Regions from separate parts of the Mus musculus genome. Here region 1 is linked to region 2. Evidence: chromatin contacts called from public promoter capture Hi-C data. All regions are on one chromosome and are shown on one strand. The core of a region is the stretch at or near the end of the contact, and the rest is flanking DNA. Distances in the headings are between cores, read along the strand shown. Region 1 holds the start of Avpr1b (arginine vasopressin receptor 1B). Region 2 holds the start of Fcmr (Fc fragment of IgM receptor).

Region 1 (6,431 bases), core at 1,925-4,424, 730 kb after region 2:
GGCTAAGTAAACCAAAGGAAGCAAGCCTGGAAGCAGCACCCTCCATGGCCTCTGCATCAGCTCCTGCCTTGAGGTTCTAGCCCTGCTTGAGTTCCTGTCCTGACTTCCTCCAACGAAGGACCATGATGTGGAAGTGCAAGCCAAATAAACCCTTTTCTCCTCAACTTGCTTTCTGGACATGGTGTTTCACTGCAGCAACAGAAACCCTAACAAAGACCTTGAGATATTAACAAATAAAATGATGTCTGATGCTTGCTTCCAAATAATACTGGTGTGAAGAATGGAAAGAGATTTAGATTAAATCAAATTGCTTATCTATTGATTACTGCAACCACTGAGAGATGAAAACAGGGTGTCCTTATGCTGTTCTCTCTAGTTTTGAATATGATTCAATATTATTTAATAAAAAATGTAAGATGGAAGAAAATAACTGTCTCTGGTGGGTAACAAAAGTAGAGGTAATTGAGAAAGTTACTTTTATTAGTAACAAATGCTATAGAATCACTTGACTAGTATATGTAGGTAAAAAAAATACTATATCTTAACTTTTTTAACTGAAGAAGAGCTACAGTGATCCTAACGCTTCAAGATAAATTTAGATTCATTGGGAGCATCAGTGCTTCCTTCTACTGGGCGCTGTACTGGAATCTTTGACTTAGTAATATGATAAGAAGAAGAAACGTGAGCTAAAAAGATTGAGGCTAGATAACAAAGTGAATGCTGTTGCCGATAATATTCCATGCCTAGATAATTTGCATACTTTAGAAATATAGGAATACGATCCGAAACCCAGTACTGTCCCCATATGCTGGCAATGAGCAGTGAGTTAATAGGAGATACAGTAGAGCACAGAAACACGAGTAATGGAAGCAGAAACTCGGGGCAGATTGAGTCAAGTCGTCTTAAGGTGGATAGACTTGTGAAGAAAGCTATGGGACATTACTGAAGGGTATTTAGACCTAATTAAGACCACACAGAATACTGCTTTCCCCCAAGATTTGGTGCTTCTTACCTAAGTTCAACAGAGATTTCTGTGGAGTTGGACTGACAAAAATTACGATTTTTCAAAGTTTTGGAAAACAGCTTGGCAAGAAAAAGGGGAGAGGGGCTAAAGAGGTGGCTCGGTGGTCAAGAGGATTGACTGCTCTTGCAGAGGACCCGAGCCTGATTCTCAGCACTCAAGCCAGTGGCTCACAGCCACCTGCAACCACAGTTCTCGGGATATCCGATGCCTCTGGCCTCTGAGGGCACTGTACTCACATGCACACATCCCCACACAGGCTCACACTTACATACATGAATACATACTACATACTTACATTTTAAAGGATAAAGGGTAGGCTCGTTTTTTGGTTTACTATATATTAAAGCTTATTTTCAAATAGTAAAATATTAGAAGAGAGATGGTGGAACATATTAGATAGAGATCCTAGAAATTGTCTCAATAAAAACATTAAAATTTCATAATTATTCAGGTAATAGATAACAATGAATTGCTAAATGAAAGGAAGAACTGATATTCCCTGGGAGAAAAATGTTAGAGACTCAATCATACATTCACAAAAGTAAATTCCCAAAGCGTTTCAACCCTAAAAGTGGAAAACAGTGCTGGTGTGTGTGGGGTGGGGGTTGGGGAGCAGGGATTACCGCAGGCGGGAATGGCTGTCTTCTGTAAATAGAGAGCATAAGGCACAAAGGATTGAAATAAGAAAAACTACGGGGCTGGAGAGATGGCTCAGTGGTTAAGGGCACTGACTGGTTAAGGGCACTGACTGCTCCTCCAGAGGTCCTGAGTTCAATTCCCAGCAACTACATGGAGACTCACAACCCTCTGTAATAGGATCTGATGCCCTCTTCTGGTGTGCATGAAGGCAGAGTACTCATACACATAAGAGAAATAATGTTGTTTTTTTTTTTAAAAAGAAAATTATAAACTAAATCTAATATTTTTCCTTAATGGACACTTCTAGAGTGAGTTTGCATAGAGGTGGGAATGATCCAGCACAGAGGATGAAAATAATTGGCTCACAAACAGCGAAATTCTGGAAGAAGTAGAAGCCAGGGCTGCAAAGCACAAAAGATGAAGAATTTGTGACATGCACGGCAAGAAGAACAGTCTAGAAAAGATACTAAGTGGTTATGTGGGTGCGTGGTTTGGTCAAGGGGTTCGAATCAGCTTTGATTTAAAGAGCAAGTTAAAGGGATCCTGCCTTCCATGAAAGGCTTTGATCATACTGTTGCAGCTCCTCGTGAATTCTAACCTACCTAGGGAGTCCTAACAGTGTGAAATTCCGCAAGATAAAGTGAATTGCCCAACCAATACCTTGTGGTGCCTGCCGTGTAGACTTTCTCAGGGCCAGGTGGTATTTACTTGTTTGCAATCAGCTGCTGCCTTTCAGACAGCTCCAATCACATCAGCTTTGGTGAAAATAATGTAATTATCTTAGTTTAACTTAGCTTCTGTTGTGGCACAGAACAACTGCACACTGGTCTGTTCTGGTTCTGTGCTGCTGGTGACTAGCTCTGCAACCTTCTGAGTGACATAATTTCTACAGAGTGGTCAACGACACCCCTAGCTCATGAAATGTATCCCCAGAGAGGCTAGAAGTTCAGATTTAGCCTGGAGATGCAAACTCTATTTGGAATTTCTCTAATCACGCCAGACTCCCGGGTCTAGCTCCTTCTATCATCTCCTGACACACACCCCCAGGTCACCCAGTCACAAATGTCCTCACTTTTCTTCTGCCTCCACAGCTCCAAGTACCTATCCTAAGAAAAATGGCTGTCACATCTGGTTTTCCAGAGTGGGTTTCTTCAGGGCATGCTTCTCAGCCATTTGAGATCTTTCACACATGCCTAGGGCTCCCCGCAGCAGCACTGTTGTGTTTGGGAAGCTCTCTCTCTCTCTCTCTCTCTCTCTCTCTCTCTCTCTCTCACACACACACACACACACACACACACGCAAACTCACCTGTCTAACGAGAGTTGAGGGATCAGGATGGCAGTGTAGGTGAGTTTGGTGCTCAGTGGATCCTGGCTGCCAGAAAGAGCTAGCTTCTCGCTTCTCCTACATTTCCCTGATCCTCCTCCTCTACAGTCCCACCCAGCTCCTCAGCCCCTCCCCTCAGTACCCCCTGTCTGAAGAGAGCCACTGAGTCTCACTCCACCCTCCTCTGCAGGAGCCAACCGACAAGCGGCAGCCTCTGGACTAGGAATCCAAGAGCATAAAACGCTCTGAGCTGCTGCGTCTGCTCATGCCTGTGTTCAGTCTGCTCATGCCTGTGTTCACCCTCCGGTGAGAGCGCGGTGGGAGCACGCCGTGGCTTGGCAGGGGTTTCCAATACCTGCAGGCACCGCCCATGGTCCTGGACCTCACCTTCAAGACAACTTAGAAACGGCTACTCTCTCCGATTCCAAAAGAAAGTTTGGACAAAGTAAATTTGGGGTGGATTTGGGAGATGGCAGCTGCTCCCTTTGCTTCCTCGGTGTCACCTCTCAGAAGCCCCCACTTCCAACCTCCTCCAACCTTCCCATATTAACACCCACCTCCCAGCCCGCCTTTTCTTTCTTTGATTCCCCAGCCTCTATGGGGTCCCGGTTCTGCTCCTTACTCCTTTCGTTCTCTCTGTCCCTGTCTGCTGAACTATCTCACCTGTTTCCAAGCCTTCACTCCACCGTCACCCCTCACCTCCCTTCTTTCCCTCCACCTCTAACCTTTCTCTCTCACTATCCAACTTCTTACTTGCACCCACACCGTCCCTCCATCCACCTTCCCCTCCTTCTCTCCCTCTAAACCTAACCATGGATTCTGAGCCTTCTTGGACTGCTACCCCCTCCCCTGGGGGCACCCTGTTTGTCCCCAATACCACCACACCCTGGCTGGGTAGGGATGAAGAGCTAGCCAAGGTGGAAATTGGTATCCTAGCTACTGTCCTGGTTCTGGCCACAGGAGGCAACCTGGCTGTACTACTGATTCTGGGCCTCCAGGGCCATAAGCGCTCCCGCATGCATCTGTTCGTGCTGCACTTGGCCCTGACCGACCTGGGCGTGGCGCTTTTCCAGGTACTGCCTCAGCTGCTCTGGGACATCACCTATCGCTTCCAGGGCTCTGACCTCCTCTGCCGGGCTGTCAAATATCTACAGGTGCTCAGCATGTTTGCTTCCACTTACATGCTGCTGGCCATGACGCTGGACCGGTACCTGGCTGTCTGTCACCCTCTTCGAAGCCTCCAGCAGCCCAGCCAGTCCACCTACCCTCTTATTGCTGCTCCCTGGCTGCTGGCTGCCATCCTCAGCCTCCCTCAAGTGTTCATTTTTTCGTTGCGAGAGGTGATCCAGGGCTCAGGGGTGCTGGACTGCTGGGCAGATTTCTACTTTTCCTGGGGCCCGCGGGCCTACATCACCTGGACCACCATGGCCATCTTTGTGCTGCCCGTGGTGGTGCTCACAGCTTGCTATGGCCTCATCTGCCACGAGATCTACAAGAACCTGAAAGTCAAGACACAGGCTGGCAGGGAGGAAAGAAGGGGCTGGCCCAAGTCCTCATCTTCTGCCGCTGCTGCAGCCACTAGGGGGCTGCCGTCCCGGGTCAGCAGCATCAGTACCATCTCCAGGGCAAAGATCCGAACCGTGAAGATGACCTTTGTCATTGTGCTGGCCTACATTGCTTGCTGGGCACCTTTCTTCAGTGTCCAGATGTGGTCTGTGTGGGACGAGAATGCCCCTAATGAAGGCGAGTATGTGGGGTGTGGGGTGAGGTGGTGGGGACAGAAAATAGGGTCACGGTAAGGATCACAATGTCTCCCAGGACCAGGCAGGACACAAATGAACGGGGTAACTAAGTGAGTTGGTGCTTGCCTGTCTTAAAGCATCCTCTGCTGCTGTAAGAAATACCCACCTAACACTTGAAGCACAGAAGTTTATTTCTCACTTTCCTAGAATTGGGAAGTCTGGGAAGGTTCTTTTTAGAAAATGGGGACTCTCTGAAGATTCCCAGGGTGGTGAAGGGCACCCCTGGGAGTGGCCAAATTGGTTTTTATAGTGAATATTCTCTTATGGTAACAATCATTTCTTTTTTCGTGCTAACTCATTAAACTATTAATTCTTAAGGCCCTAGGATCTAGTCAGTTTCCAAAGGTCTCATTGGAAAGTACCATTGGCATATAGGACTTTGAGGGATCTGTTTCTAAAACAAGAATTCTGGGGACAGACATTCAGACCACAGTCTTGCCCAATAAAGTCCTGCCCAGCCCGCTGAGGCTATGTTGAGTGAATATCAATTATGTGGGATTTCTTGGTTTAAAAAATTAAGATTTATTTATTAGGTAAGTGATGTTCTGCCTGCCCAGGCAGAAGTAGGCACCAGATGTCATTATTTGTTTCTAAGCCACCATGTAGTTGCTGGGAATTGAACTCATGACTACTTGAAGAGCAGTCTTAACCTCTGAGCCATCTCTCTGAGCACAAGTTTCTTAATTTTTAAATTTTGGTTACTTATTTGACAGTTTTAAAATATCATTTGCATGGCCCCTGTGGGAAAGAGGGTTAGGTATATTTGCTCAGCCAACTTCTAGCATGCTACATGAACCCGAGGATCATAGACTAACAGATCTGAAAGGGGTTTCAAATAATCTAGTCCAGGGTGGCAATGCTGGGTATGGGGACTCTCTGTGTGCCCTTCCCTTCTGTGTCTGGACATAGCTCTGTGGCTCTTTCTCAACAGCCACTTCTAATTAGTTAGGACTGGCATAGGACAGCATTTAGATCTCAAATTCAACTCTATCATTCTGTCACCGAGGAAAGGTTGGCACAGAAAGGGTCTGTGACTTGCCCAAGGCCATGTTACCCCAGCCCCAGGAGGAGCTAGAGAGCCCAATCTTTCAGATTTTCCCAGTCTTTCTTTTTCTTTTCTTCCTATTTTATTTTATGAGTTCAGATATTTTGCCTGAATGCCTGTGGCCAATGTGTGTACTAGGTACCCACAGAAGCCAGAAAAGGATATTGACTCACCTGGAACTGGGATTATAGATGGTCATGAGCCACCACATGGGTGGTGGAAATGAAACCTAGGTCCTCTTCAAGACTAGTCTCTTTCTTGCAACCCACACCTTGCCTACAACCCTGGTTCTTAACTTAGATCTACAAAGAGAGGCTTTCCCTTTATCTGAAAAACAAAGTAAGATTCTTAAAAAAAAAAAAAAGAGCTCTACATACATGATACCAGAGAATGAAGTAGTCAGCAGCCTTGTGAGCTTCGGATGCTGCAGATGGCTCAGGCTGTCCTTGTAACTACTGTGCAGCCCGGACTGATGTCCAACTTTTGATGCTCCCGCCTCTGCCTCCAGCCTACTAGGAATGTAGATAGGTAACACCATGCTTGGTTCTATCTTTTGGCATTAGTCTGAACACGAAGGTGTTTGCAAGTTTTTCTG
Region 2 (5,828 bases), core at 264-2,763:
GCTACTCTAACCAGGAGGCAGAGACTGCCCTCTGTCCACTTGGCCTGTTTGTTGGCTGGAGGACATCTCATGCCCATTGCTCTGAGCTAGTAGAGACCTGGAGAGAGAAGGGCAGGGCTGGGCAGAGCAGGGAAGGCAGCCTGCACCCACACATTTCCTCTTTCCTCTTCCTCTGCACCTGCTCTGGGCTCGCACTCAACCTCCAGGGCTGAGGACATCATTGTGTTCTGTTTTGGAGAGCATGTGACCAATCTGGTGTGTAGGCGTGAGGAAGGAGTGGTGTGCAGGCAGCCAGCCACCAATGAGCCTAAAATAGTGTGGACAAAAGTGACTAGGAAGCCTAGACTAGGGGTACCATTGGCGAATGAAACCCCCGACCCAAGGAAAACCTGGGAATCCTCTGATAAGTTACAGCTTTGCACACCTGAAAGACCATTAAAGCCAAATAGCCCATGGTAAAGGGCTTTTATAGCATTTCTACATCAGTGATCTCTGCTGTGCACCAGACAAGACAGTGACCATACCCAAGTGACCAATGAGAACACAGGCTCAGCGAAGCTTGCCCAAGGCGAACAAAGTCAAGCCTGGACAAACCATTTTGTCTGAAGCCTGAAACTGTTTTCCTTATTCTCAGCTTCTCTACTCTCCATCAGTGAGCCTCACTCACCCTCGCCACTGGGTGTCTTGAAAAATGGCTCGACCAGACTGCCAACCCTAAGGGCAGAGTTTGCTATGTGACTTGTCACACCTGACTCTTAGCATTGTCTTCTGCTTATTAGACAGTGGCTTGTGCCTCTGCCAGAGGGAAGCGCCTTTCAGATACCACTGTAAGAGAATGAGGCCTAAAGATTAACTGAGGCCCTGAGCAAGCTGTGCCTAAGACCTCAGGAATGATAGTGTGCATATTGGAGTACCAGAGGCTATGTGTCTCACCTCCATCTGTTTTCTAGATAAATGTAGTTCAGACAAAAGCAGTAGACTGCACAAAATCCATGGCTAATATCACTATAAATAGTAGGTGTTCACAAGTACTCATGGGAGGAGTTACAGAGTGAGTTCCAAGACAGCCAGGGCTACACAGAGAAACCCTGTCTTGAAATACCAAAACAAACAAACAAACAAAAACAAAAAAACAAACAAAAACAAAACAAAAAAAAAACCCAGGTGACTTTCAAAGCCTAGCTTTGGTCCACAAAGGCTTTGTTGTTGGGAGAGATGAGTTGGTGATGAGCTTTGTTGTCCTGAGGATGGAGAAACAACAAATGCCTCTAGCTCAGAAGTCAGTCGGCACCTATGAATCCTGGGAGGTCCCTTTGAGAAGAGGGGGCAAGGCCTGGCAGCTGCTCAGGCTGAGAGCTTGGACCTGCTCACTCATTTTTATGCAGTACGTGTTTTCTCAATTCTTGATTTCCGCTATGGTTCGCTGGTGTTTTCTTTTTTAGACAAAGACTAGCTAGCAAACAAAACAGATTATCATTTCCTCATTTTAAGTCCTTGCCACTCAAAGAGGTCCAGCATAGCTTTCAAGCACCCAGTTGTAGAAGGCTCCCAGGTGATCGGTGTGTGTCAGCCTCACTCCAGGGCCTCCAGGGAACCATGGACTTTTGGCTTTGGTTACTTTACTTCCTGCCAGGTGAGTGCTCTGAGGAAACACTTCAGACTTAACTACCAGGTTTGAATTAGCCAGAGGTAATCAGTTGACAGCCATCTCTGACCCTGATGCATCTGGAGAGTTGCAGTTGCAGCCGGGGCACAGAGAACAAGGGTGGAGACCTGTGAAGTGGATGCTGGCCACTCCCCACTCCTTCAGTATGCTTCCAGACTTCCACCCTAGACAGCTGTTAGATTTCTAAGGGTTGAACGTGTCACATATCTTAAAGACTCACTTTTTGGGGATCTTAAAATGTATGTCTCCAAGGTTTGTTCTTCTTGTATGTATTTCTCCTCTAGATCTTTCTTCTTCACTCTGAAATTGGAAACTTTCAAATGAAGTCTCCCTAAACTATTCCCTTAAGCTTCTTATCTCAGCTTACAGCCACCTACCCAGCAATCCGCTTGAATGACCACCAAGATCTGGAATACATGCGCCTAATGCCTTGCCTAATATACTTCCCTGGTTGCCATACAAGCCAGCTATTCCATTTGTGTTAAGCGTCTCTAAGATTATAACGTCATTCCATGGCTCCCACTATCTACTAACTAAAACACACTCTCCTCCCTTAGAATCTGAGCTTATCATGCTCCCACGGACCTTCTTCCAGAGAAATAGACCTCTTCTTGGTACAAATGCTACAAATTCCCCCTCCTGCACCCTCCCTCAGGCTGTCCCCGCTTACCATCCCTGTTACTGTCATTACTCCCAGTTTACCATTATTACCTGGCTCTTTGCAGGTCATGGCAAACCTACCTATCTCTCACAGTCATTATTCCCAAGCACCTTCTGAACCCCAGCCACAGCCATGTCCTATTTCGGCTCAGTGTGCTCAGCTTATTTAGTTTGTCAGGAATGCCTGCTTTGTGATAATTAAGCTTTGCTGAGGATTTGACTGGATTGAGAAATGCTGAGGTACTAGTCAAGCTTACTTCTGGATGTAATTGCAAGGTCCTTTCCAGAAAGAATTCAGCAAGGGGAGAAGACCCCCTTGCCTGCGGATTTTACTATCCCGTGGGCCGAGGTCACGAACAGAATAAAAAAAGAAGAAAGAGAAAGGCTGCAGAGGACTGAGTTCACCTTCCTCCCATTTGTTGATCGACCTACCAGCCCACCCTGAGATATAATCAGGCAGCTTCATACTTCTGCTACCATAGCTTCCATGCCACGATGGTCTAGAGCAGTTCTCAGCCTTCCTAAAGCAGTGGCCCTTTAATACAGCTCCTCACGTTGTAGTGACCCCCAGTCATAGAATTATTTTCACCGCTACTGCATAGCTGCAGTGTTGCTAGTGATATAAATTGTAATGGAAACATCTGTGTTCTCTGATAGCCTTAGGTGACCCCTGTACTCTAAAGGGGTCATTACCCATAAGCTGAGAACCGATGGTCTCAAAACTGTGAGCACAAATACACCTCCCCCGCCCCCCACTGAACTTTCTTCTCGTCATGTATTTTGTTGCAATAATGAGAGAAAAGTGACGAATAGAGTAAATTGATAACTAGAAGTGAGGTTACTGTTGTGAAAAATCTGACCTTGTGGTTAATAGGCCTTCAGGACTAATTTTCAGGAGGAATTCTGAGATGTGTGGGTGATCTAGAGAAGGTCGAGGATGTTATAAGAAGAGGTTAATTGGATCATGCTGGTGAAAGCACAAAGGACCAGAACAAAATAAATAAATCAGTAAATAAATAGATAAATAAATACTGCTCACAGGAGAACAAGATTCTATCAGAAATTAGGGCAGGAGTCATTTGTTGTTCAAGGTATTAAAGAATCAGGCTGTGTTCTGATGGTGTCCTAAAGTTGTTTGACAGAGGAAATGTAAATGTGGCATAACATTCAAGCCATGGCGTGGTTACTGCTCACAGCGCTTACCCAGATTTACAGTGAGAGAGAACACAAGTGTGTGGGAAATGGGCTTCTTGGCAAAGAAAGGATCTCGAACTCAGCGAAAGCTACAAATAGAGCTGACCAAATGGGTCCAGACAAAGCAGCTATGATTCTTAAAGAGTTAAGTGCAGTTAAGGAATGTCTTAGTTAGAGTTAGTTTGCTGCAATGCAATGGCATGACCAAAAAGCAAGTTGGGGAGGAAAAAGTTTATTTTGCTTGCCCTTCCATATCACTGTCCATCATCAAAGAACCTGGAGGCAGGAGCTGACGCAGAGGCTGTGGGGAGGAGCTGCTTACTGACTTGCTCTTCATGGCTTGTTCAGCCTGCTTTTTTTGTTGTTGTTGGTGGTGGTGGTAGGTTTTTTGGGGGTTTGTTTTTTTTGTTGTTGTTGTTTGTTTTTTGTTTTTTGGTTTTTTTTTTTTTTTTTTTTTTTGAGGCAGGATTTCTCTGTATAGCCCCGGCTGTCCTGGAACTCACTCTGTAGACCAGGCTGGCCTCGAACTCAGAAATCCACCTGCCTCTGCCTCCCAAGTGCTGGGATTAAAGGCGTGCTCGACCACTGCCCAGCCTCAGCCTGCTTTCTTATAGGAGGCATTTTTTTTTAATTGAGGTTTCCTTCTCTTAGACTTTAGTTTGTGTCAAATTGACATAAACTGGCCAGCACAAGGAGAAGCCTCAGACTTTGCCATGGCACAACAGGAAAGATGTATTGAGCACAGTATTCCATCTCCCAAACTAGAGAGTGTAGTATTGCAAACTTTTTTGACAAGCTTTCATTGGAAAGGAGAGAGCTTAAGGAGAGAGAATCTTCAGGCATGGTGCTAGGAGATTGCTACCTCAGGAAGTGTTTTCTCAGGATTCTCCTCAAAGAAACACAGATCCTGTTCTAGCTGTGGTCCAAGGGGGCCACGTTACATCTCAAGCTTGTAATAGAACTTGGCACTGTGCACACGCAGCTGCCCTTGCAGATATACAAAACCTAAGAGTGAACGGACATTGAAGGCCAACACCAAGGGTCTCAACAGCCTCTGAGGCAAAGTCTGGCAGGGTTGGCTTCTCTGTACCAAGATCCTGAGATGGTAGCTGTGTGGGTGTGGAAGAGAAGCAGTGGAGACTCCAGGATATTGGGGATTCCAGAAATGTGAGAAAATCACATCACCAAGGAAAGCTGTAGGTGCCAAATGGAGCCTTCCTGGTGAGGGACCACATGTGTCATAAGCAACAGAGAAGGAATATATGGATTTATCATGATATGAACATACAATATTCTAATTAACAGTTTATTCTAATAAAGAATATTCTAAATATTCTAATTAATGGTTTATTGTTAGTCTTGTGTTCTTAAGACAGGGTTGGCCTCTAATGAGCTATTTAGATGAAGGTGACCTTGACTTCCTGACCCTCTTGCAGAGGATCTCAAAAGCTAGAATTAAAGGCATGGGCCACCAGGCCTGGTTACATGGGCCTGAGCTCAGGTTTCTGTGTGTGCACTGTAGCAGCTGAGCCATGTCCCTACCCCTGATGATTTCTTTGAATAATTACATGTATGATATGCTGGCCTTTGATTACTAATACTGCCCTCGGGCCTACAAATATTGGGATAGGCCTGTCCCTAGTGCTCAGTACAACTATAGACCATACTGAATGGAGCCCTGTGGGAAGGTCCCTCATGACACAAGGCAGAATCAGAGGGTGTGGGCTTCAACTTTACCTAGACTACTAATAAGAATGTGACTTGTGAGAGAGAGAGAGAGAGAGAGAGAGAGAGAGAGAGAGAGAGAGAGAGGTTTATTCTTTTAAAATTGTTATTGTGTGCACACCACAGCACACAATAAAATGTGTGGGGATCAGAGGAAAACTTTGGGGAGTCATGACACAGCTTCTACCTAATTAAGGCAAGGTCTCTCTCATTGTTTCTGCTGCTGTGCTACACACTTTAAGCTGACCTATGCACTCCCAGGCAATCCTCTTCTCTCCACCTCCTATCTTACCACAAGAGTGAGGGGATTACAGTCACTTATCTGGCATTGTACAAGGGTTCCAAAAACTGAATCAGGATTGTCAAGCTAGAGGTTTTACCCCCTGAACCATCTCCCTGGACCTCACAAAATTTAATCTTGATTCATTACCATGAGGATGAGTTTGGTCTCCTGCACTTGGATGATAGTGTTATTTCCTAAAAGTACAAATCTCTTTTGCAAGCAGGCAGGTTTATAAAGAGAGATGAGGTGTTCTTTTCTTGCTGTTATTAGATATTATCTTAAATATACAGTGGAGTCCAA

What was found. Promoter capture Hi-C pulls out the DNA fragments that hold promoters and counts their contacts.
Region 1: a promoter capture Hi-C map of stem cell-derived epiblast-like cells shows a contact between it and region 2, with 2.7 times the contacts expected there. The contact joins the promoter of Avpr1b here to the promoter of Fcmr in region 2. A contact is called at or near these places in 7 of 39 promoter capture datasets (the 3T3-L1 cell line, embryonic stem cells, neural stem cells and 1 more).

Annotation. Positions count from the first base shown.
Region 1 is chr1:131,595,940-131,602,370 of GRCm38.p6, forward strand. Avpr1b (arginine vasopressin receptor 1B) reads left to right here and starts at 3,175. Exons shown (of 2, transcript NM_011924.2): 1 at 3,175-4,732. The coding sequence starts at 3,802.
Region 2 is chr1:130,864,264-130,870,091 of GRCm38.p6, forward strand. Fcmr (Fc fragment of IgM receptor) reads left to right here and starts at 1,514. Exons shown (of 8, transcript NM_026976.3): 1 at 1,514-1,633. The coding sequence starts at 1,597.